Regions from separate parts of the Mus musculus genome. Here region 1 is linked to region 2. The links are chromatin contacts, called in public promoter capture Hi-C maps. All regions are on one chromosome and are shown on one strand. The core of a region is the stretch at or near the end of the contact, and the rest is flanking DNA. Distances in the headings are between cores, read along the strand shown.

Region 1 (4,323 bases), core at 765-3,264, 1.2 Mb after region 2:
GGAGATCGTGCATGCATATAAGATCCTCCTACTTGATTCCAATTTTGCTTCTTATATAGTCTGGGCAGTGAATATTCACATCCTGACTTCATGTTGACAAACTTTCTCCCACCCCTAATCACTCCCATATGACACTTTAACACACAAATAAGAAGAAAGCCAAAACTGCTTCTTGGGAATAAAAACATGCATAATACCCCCATTTCTGCATATTCCATACTGCACTCTCCAGAATTAGCTGCCCACTGAAATTTACCTTTTGTCGAACACCTGCTCATTGAAGTTAGCTAAAAACATAGTCCCTCCCCTTCCTCCCTTGTCTCAGGTTATGAGAGGTCAATTTCCTGGAGTTGATGCTTGCCAGAAAAGCTGACCTCAGCAATAACCAGACATTTTAATTTTAATCAACACAAAAGTGTTGAACTGAACACCTCACGGCTCTACATAAAGAAGGTAAGATGTGCAGAACCAGGACACCAGAACAGGCTGCTCTTTGGAACACGGGGTCACCCAGGCTCCACCTGTTTGGGGCCCACATACCCCAAAAAACACCCACATGCCCTGAAAAACAGGGCAAAAGGGAAAGATGGACATTGAAACGCAAAAGCCTGCTTGCCGCCTTCTAGTGTGCCACCTTGTGGTTAATAAGACTATTCCTTTCTCCATCTGTTTCTCCGTTCATACTTCAGGCGGGAGGACTGTGTAAATAGAGAATTCCAGTATCTTGGATTGCCATCTTCCTGCTTTAAACAAATAAAACAAACTGAAATTCCTTACATGGTTTCTCATCCACTAGATTCAGTAACAAATGGATTTGTTGTCTTTTACTTAACAGTGCCTAACTACATTTGTTAAACTCTAGCCCTCGCAGCCACACTACCAGATGGTTATCTGCATCCTGGTATAGATCAGGAAACTGAGGCTCAAGGAAGTGAAATGTTCTCAAGGCCACACATCTATTAAGAGGCATTCAGGATTTTAACCCTTGTACTACATACATTACCTTCATAGGATGCTTTGCTACTGATTTTTTTCGCTGTAAACTTCTGGTATGCCTAGGCTAAGTCTAAGAACGACACGCCATAAGCAATTGTTTGCTTCAAGTTCTCAAGACGCTAATCAAGACCCTGATGTGACCGATAAAGACCAATAAAGACACATCTGCCTGTAGGGCAGCAATCTGGAATCGCTGCTGGGGCTCACAATCTCGGTTTTCAAACTGGGAGTTTATCAGCTCCCTACAGCTTCGTTCCCCATTGCTCCGCCCCTGAGTTTGACAGGGTAAATGAGTGGCCCGCCCGGAAGACTAGGAGGTTGTGCTCTACCTCACAAAGAGAAATTGGTTCCCAAAGAACATAGACCAGTCAGTCCCAGGCGAGGGTCACAGAGCTTGTCCTATGGATAACAGCAGGGTCCGAACACACAGAGAAAAGCAAGCAGGCCCAGATTGAACTGGTCCTCCGACTCTGTCCTTGGCTCCGCCTCCACCACGCCCACACTCCCGCACACCCACACCCACACCCACACCATCACACCCGCCTCATTTCACACCACGTTTCCACAGACACCCTCTATCTTCACAAGGTCCTTCTCTGACCCGGCCGGCACGGATTGTAGCTCCCGTCAGGCTCTATGTCTTGCTCGCCCTTACCTTCCCCACTCTGCCCCTACCCGTCTGCCCGGCTAGTTTCGATCCCCTCCCTCTGATTCCAGAGCCGGTCTTCGCCCCGCCTGCCGTCGGGTTCCAGACCTTGCCCCGCCCCTCCTCTGGCTCTAGACTCCGCCTTTGCCCCGCCCTCAGGCTCCTGGGCCCTCCCTCTCTCCTCCATCCTCAGATTCCAGCCTTCACTCAGATTGCAGGCCCCGCCCTCTCCCGCCTTTCCTCAGATTGCAGACCCCGCCCTCTCCCGCCCGTCCTCTGATTGCAGACCCCGCCCTTCGCCAAGCCGGCAGTGACGTGACCCGCCCTACAGCCGCGGGATTCAAACTCCCGGAAGCGGTGTCCTGGTTGATAAGTGGTCTGCGGCGGCGACGCGAGCGCTGTGTTTGTCTCAGGTAGTGAGTGGTCCCGGCCTCGGCCGGGGAGGGAGGGGAGGACAGCCGGGGCTCGTTAGCCCCTGGGCAGGACTAGACCTCCCGGGAGGAGCGCTGGTGAGCAGATCACGCCGCAGGACTCCGTCTCCCCTGGCTGGAATCGCTGGAACACATGCTGGCTCCCTGAGAGACCCCGCGCTGCGTTCCTGTCGACCGCCGGCCCGCAGGCCATCCTTTCGGCTCCTTTGAACTTGGCGGTATTATCACTTTCTTAACAGAGAGGTTACCGCGAGGCCAGTGACCTGAGCCAGGTCTCTCAGGTCTCCAGTGCGGTCAGCCTTTGCTTAGCAAGCGCTTCTCTTTGCAGTTTTTTATTTTCCTGCCTCTTTCCTGACCCCTCGTAGATTTGGGAGATTTACTGAACGGAAATGCTTCTTTAGACTCCTGACCAGAATGACTTAGGTCCCTTCAGTCGAGTCAGAGATTTCCAAGCAGCTGCCTTTAAGCTCTTGTATGCCCCCCCCCCCAAAAAAAAATCAAAACACAGTTCTTTTGAACAGTTGTTGATTGAAAAAGAAAATGTTGTGAGCAGATAGTACTGACTGCTAGCTTGTGTATGTATGGTGAGTTCTGTGTCCCATATTAAATTTAAGAGAGCACATCCTGAAGGAGATTCCACTAGGACTGGGTAGGGACGTTCCCGAGTAGAAGAACTTTAAAAAAAAAAAAAAAAGAACTTTATGATCGATTGGAATAGAAAATACTGGGAAAGGAAAGACTAGGTGAGAGCAGGATTGAGATGAGGAGGAGTGTGTGCTGGGTCAGCCTAGACAAGAGTCAAGAACACTAAGTTTTTAGGAATCCTCTCCAAAAGTTAGGATGCAAATGTCCTGAGGGTATTTTCAAACTGTTAAGTCCTCCTTCTGACGTCAGCAGAAGCCCAGGGAGAAACGTTTGTGGTAGCAGGTTCCTAAAACACGTTAACTGTGCATTTGCCTCGGCAGATTGTACTAGCAATTTTACTTGGTATTTGTCAAGATAGTGGGCAAAACCAGGTTGAATGCATTAATACAGATTTCGTTCAAGTTTGTTTATGCAGTTCTATTATTTTTAGGCTGATTTTATACAGGACAACCTCACACTCACCGCCCTAAGTAGATTTTCTTGTAGTGGTAGCTTTTATGACTATTAGTATTAATTACAGTTTAAGAATATGTGAATCTCCTTTTCTTTTGTTGTATTGCTGTTGCCTGCTACACTGTTCTGAAAGCTTCCTAGCATCCGAGACTCTATGTTGTTTCTTCTTCTTTCTGTTGCTTTAGCCAGCTTATATCCAGTCCCGATTAGGTTACCTGGTAAAAAGGCTTTGTAGTAATAGTCTGTGATTTGTTTAAACAGTTTTGTGCAGCTAGGCTGCCTTCAGTCTATGCAAATGAGGCTGGCCGTGAACTCCTGCCCATCCTGCCTCTACTTCCTGAGTGCTAGGATTATTAGCCTGTATCACCATAGCTTTGTAGTAACAGTTGAATGAAGGAAGGTCTTATCTTCCTTTCAATTCCATGATCACCTTGCCTTCATTTTTATCTCAGGACATATGAGAAAAATGGTTTTATTAAATCTCTTAATGGAGAGCTATTTTTTACATTATTTATATATACAGTGTATTTTACTACACATCTGCCTGCCTAGAGTTTGTATTCTACATTTGCTTCTAAACTCTCATCTAGTACTATTAGCAGATGTGAAACTTGGCCTAACTTCATTTGCCCATTCATTTCTTTCACCCCCCCCCAATCTCTGAGAATTACACCTCTTTTTCTATAAATGTCTTGTGTTGGATTTTCTCACTTCTTCCTGCCATACGCTCTAAAACGAATAAGATAGAGTTCTGTAGCCTCCCCCAGCCTTGAAGCAGGCTGATTCAGACTTTGCTGCCACTGAATATGAGGTCACCTGGGGTGTAGCCTTCGACTTAGATGGCTATATTATGTCAACTACAGATGCTCTTCTCTGAGACTCTGCTACCTGCTGAGAGAACCTTGAGACATCCCGGAGACACATCCTATCCTGCATGTCGCCTACTTGTCTTGGCTTCATCATTCTTTTCTCAAAGTCTAAGTCTCTTTCAGCCCCACCCTGCCTTCCAGAAATACCCGGTTCATGTAGGCCTCGGGCGACTTACATCAGAGTTCAACTACACATACCTTCTAAAGCAGAGAGCACACGTTGAGTTCATGACTATAAACTCAGAATTAGAGTTTTTATTCTTGAGTATGATATCACCTTGAA
Region 2 (4,076 bases), core at 1,332-3,831:
CGTGCACCCCACCACGCCCCACTTTTTTTTTTTTAAAGGAATTTAAAACATCTATTTTGTGGTGTTTTGCTAAGGCAGCTCTCTGCAGGAATACAAGTGAACCCGTTTTGTCTTTGTAAGCTGGCTTCTCTTACTTAACATTATGCCCTCAGTAATCACCTATGTTGGGGCACAAGATAAGATTCCTTCTTTCCTGAAGCCTGAATGTTCTTCCTTGATATGCATTCATCACATTTCATAGTCATCCATTCATGGAACAATTGGATTGTTTATAACTCTTTGCTTTTGTGAGGATTGTATTATGAACACGATTGCAGAACGATTTGAGATCCTGGTTTCAAACTATTTGACTATATCTACCCAGAAGTAGAGAAGATGGTAGCTTTATGTTGAAATTTTTAATTAATTAATTTTTAATTAATTTTATGTTGGGTGTTTTGTCTGCACCATGTTTGTGCCTGCTGAGGGCCACAGATACCAGGATTGGTGCTATATGATTGTGCACCACCTTGTAGCTGCTGGGAATTGAACTCAGGTCCTAAGTAAAACAGTGCCCTGAACCACTAGACCATCTCTCCAGTCCCAATGTTTAGTTTTGTAAGGAACTACCAAGTGTTTCCTGTAATAATACACATTTTATGATCACATTAAGAGTGCCAAAACGATTCTAATTTGTCCATCTCACCAACATTTGTTGTTTGCTGTTTGTTTGCTTTTAGAACAGCCATCCTAATATGGTTTCTTTGTTAACTTCATTTCTCTAGTAATCAAGTGTTTTAAAAACAAGTTAGGCTGGGCTGTGGTGTTGTACGCCTTTAATCCCAGCACTTGGGAGGCAGAGGCAGACAGATTTCTGAGTTCAAGGCCAGCCTGGTCTACAGAGTGAGTTCCAGGACAGCCAGGGCTACACAGAGAAACCCTGTCTCGAAAAAGAAAAAAAGAAAAAAACAAAAACAGTTAGGGTTGAGGAGATAGATCAGTGAGTAAGTGATGCTGTATGATGTTGTTTAGATACACATATTGGGAGGAAATACATAAGCAGAAATCACTAAATAAAAAATTATAAAAATTGGGAATATATTTGGCAAGTCGATGAAATGAAGAAAAATGAGACAATCATAGTAGTAAGGTTCTAATCCTTAGGTATATTCATGAATAGTTATTTAGTAATAGGGATCAATTTAAATTTACACTAAGTAGTCTAAGAACATAATGGAATAAACATATAAGAAGGTACATTTACTAAAATGCTCAAGAAGTGTCCCTGCTTTTCTCCCACAGAAGTGAGTCAACGCTCCCTAACAAAAACTGGATTTCCTGAAAAACAGGTTAAGTAATTCACAGGGGAAATGCTTGTCAGCGTGCCAAAAGTCAGCACTTTCTTGCAAGCAAAATCTCTGTATTCCTTTCTTTCGGGTTCCTGAAACAAGATGTCACTACTACCTTAAACACAGCTAACATTCTTTCCAGGCTCCGCCCAACAGTTACCTGGCAACAGCCAGGTAGGCCTGGCTGTTTGTCCCCCTTCTCTCTCAGACTCTTCTCCTAACCCCTTTCTCCCTCTCTCCCATCCCCCCTCCCCCGTCTCTCTCCACGTGTTCCTGGCCGGCCTCTCTTCTTTTTCTCTCTTCCTCTGTCCTTCTCTGCCTCTACTCTCTTCTCTACTCCCCTTCCCATGCCCTAAATAAACTCGATTCTACACTACACCCGTATGGCTGGTACCTCAGGGGTAAGAAAGGGATGTTTCAGCATGGGCCTGCCCAGGAATCCTTCCCACCTTACCAGACCTGGCTCTACAAAACACATCCTTGTTGTTGTTGTTTTTTTTTTTTTAATAAAACACAATAAACACGAAAATGAATTGTGCACTTGTATTCTTTGATCAGAGAGAGAGAGAGAGAAACTTCGGAAAACTTTGATGTGTATGCTTTGTATCAGCACCTCGACCACATCCGGTGCAATGCTGATTTATGTATAGATCCTCGTCAGCGCTGAGCTAATAATTTACTATGGGAAGCGGAGCTAATCACAGCCACCCCACCCCCCAATTGTTGCTTTAGAATTGAGATGAACTTTCTTCGCTTTCTTGATTTATCTGGGGGCCGCTCATCCAAACTTCTCAGTAAGCGTAACGGATTCATTTCTGAGAAAACGCTTATAAGAAAAACAAAAGCAGATGCGGAGAGTTAAGGGAAGAGACACTGTAAAGAAGGCAGGAGGGGGAAGGGGTGAGAAATCTCCCAGGGGGAAGGTACGGAAGCAACACTGCAGAGATTTTCACGCTAAAACTTGCACAAGAAAATGCATAATCAGAACAAAACTTCCCAAGATTCGTCTTCGGTGTCTGAGCAATGAAACTCGTCTCGAGAAGTGTAGGCTTTAATAAAAGAAAAGGCAGCAAGACCTCTCGTTTTTAGCAGAGGCTCTGTAAAGATGGCGGTGGGCCGAAGCCCCTTCTCTTTCCGCAGCCAAAGGCTCTCCCTGCACATTTCCCACAAACCCCTCCGCGCGGCCCCGCTTGCCCAAACTGGCCCGGCCGGAGAGCAGCCACTGCGCACGCGCGAGCCGACGTCACGCGCGCTCCCAGGACCCGACCGAGCTGGCAGGAGTGGTCTCGGCCGCTTCCGCCGTCGCGTCGCTTCGGGGCTCGGCGAGCGGGTTCGCGCTGCCTCCACCGCGGTGGGGCAGCCGGGGCTCACGGAGCCGAGCCGGGGGCGCGCGGCGACGCGGCCATGGGACCGTGCCGACTCTGGTGACAGCGGGGAGCGGAGCGGCCCGGGCCCTGAGCGCGTCTCCTGCGGGGGGCCTCGCCCTCCTGCTCGCGGGGCCCGGGCTCCTGCTGCCTTTGCTGGCGCTGCTGCTGGCGGCGGCGGCGGCGGCCCGGATCATGTCTGGCCGCCGCTGCGCCGGCGGGGGCGCGGCCTGCGCGAGCGCCGGGGCCGAGGCCGTGGAGCCGTCCGCCCGCGAGCTGTTCGAGGCTTGCCGCAACGGGGACGTGGAGCGAGTCAAGAGGCTGGTGACGCCCGAGAAGGTGAACAGCCGCGACACGGCGGGCAGGAAGTCCACCCCGCTCCACTTCGCCGCAGGTAAACGCGGGCCCCGCGGCGCCTCCCGCACGCCCCACCTGCAGGCTCGGGCTTGCAGGCCGCAAGCCGCGCGGCGCTGCCCTGTCTCCGACCTTTCCCCAGGACTCTCACCCTGGCCGCCCGCCCTCCTCTCTCGGGGCTCGTGATGAGGGTGGGGTGAGCGTGCTCTCGGGAAGTTGTTTTTGAGGTTATGGGGTTTTTTGTTTGTTTGTTTGTTTGTTTGTGTGCTGGGAGGGGGGAAGCTTTGTTTTGTTTTACTGTATCAACAATACCTGCCCCGACTTCCGGTCTTATTACCCCGGAGGGCCTCTGCACACAAGAAAGGCTTAGTAGACCTTGTGATTTGAAAGAGTAATTATCTCCAAAAAATGGACCCATGTTTGCAAGTTTCATCGACACTCTTAGTAACCCCTTAAGTTCTAGCGGCCGTCATAAACTGAAATTTTAATTTAGGAGTTATTTTATTAGCTATTGGCTCATTAGAGTTAATTGGATTAGGTTTCTGGAGAGACTAAAACCGGAAATGGGCATGTTTGGGAGACCTGAGATCTACTTAGGTTGTGTGTGGGTGGCCTCTGCCTTACTCCCGCACAAGTCGGGATGGAAAGTGAGCTGAGAGACAAGATAGGACACGCACTTGAGCTTGGATCTAGGATTTTGAGTCATCCTGAGATTTATTGTAGATAGTTTGGAGTTACTTTTAACTACTGGGTTCTCTTTGTGGTACCAGCGTGTTGAAGTTTGCTTGTTGAGGTATTTATTTGAAAAGGCCAGGGATGGGAACCAACTTAATGATTATTCATGTTAAGGACAGTTTGTAACTTTTTAACCTCATAATCAAATAAGATCCTCTTAGCCTGGTAACATTTGATACAGTGTGCATCAGAATTGTTTAGCAGTTCTTTATATTTAAAAAAAAATTTTAGTTTCTTGTGTTCCTTAGGGGCAAAAATGGTAGACAAAAGAGTATAAAAAAAGATTTATTGTTTG

What was found. Promoter capture Hi-C pulls out the DNA fragments that hold promoters and counts their contacts.
Region 1: a contact with region 2 is called in a promoter capture Hi-C map of pre-B cells.

The regions. Positions count from the first base shown.
Region 1 is chr19:38,053,027-38,057,349 of GRCm38.p6, forward strand. Cep55 (centrosomal protein 55) reads left to right here and starts at 2,015. Exons shown (of 10, transcript NM_001164362.2): 1 at 2,015-2,291.
Region 2 is chr19:36,831,651-36,835,726 of GRCm38.p6, forward strand. It overlaps Tnks2 (tankyrase, TRF1-interacting ankyrin-related ADP-ribose polymerase 2), which reads left to right and starts at 2,582. Exons shown (of 27, transcript NM_001163635.1): 1 at 2,582-3,086. The coding sequence starts at 2,888.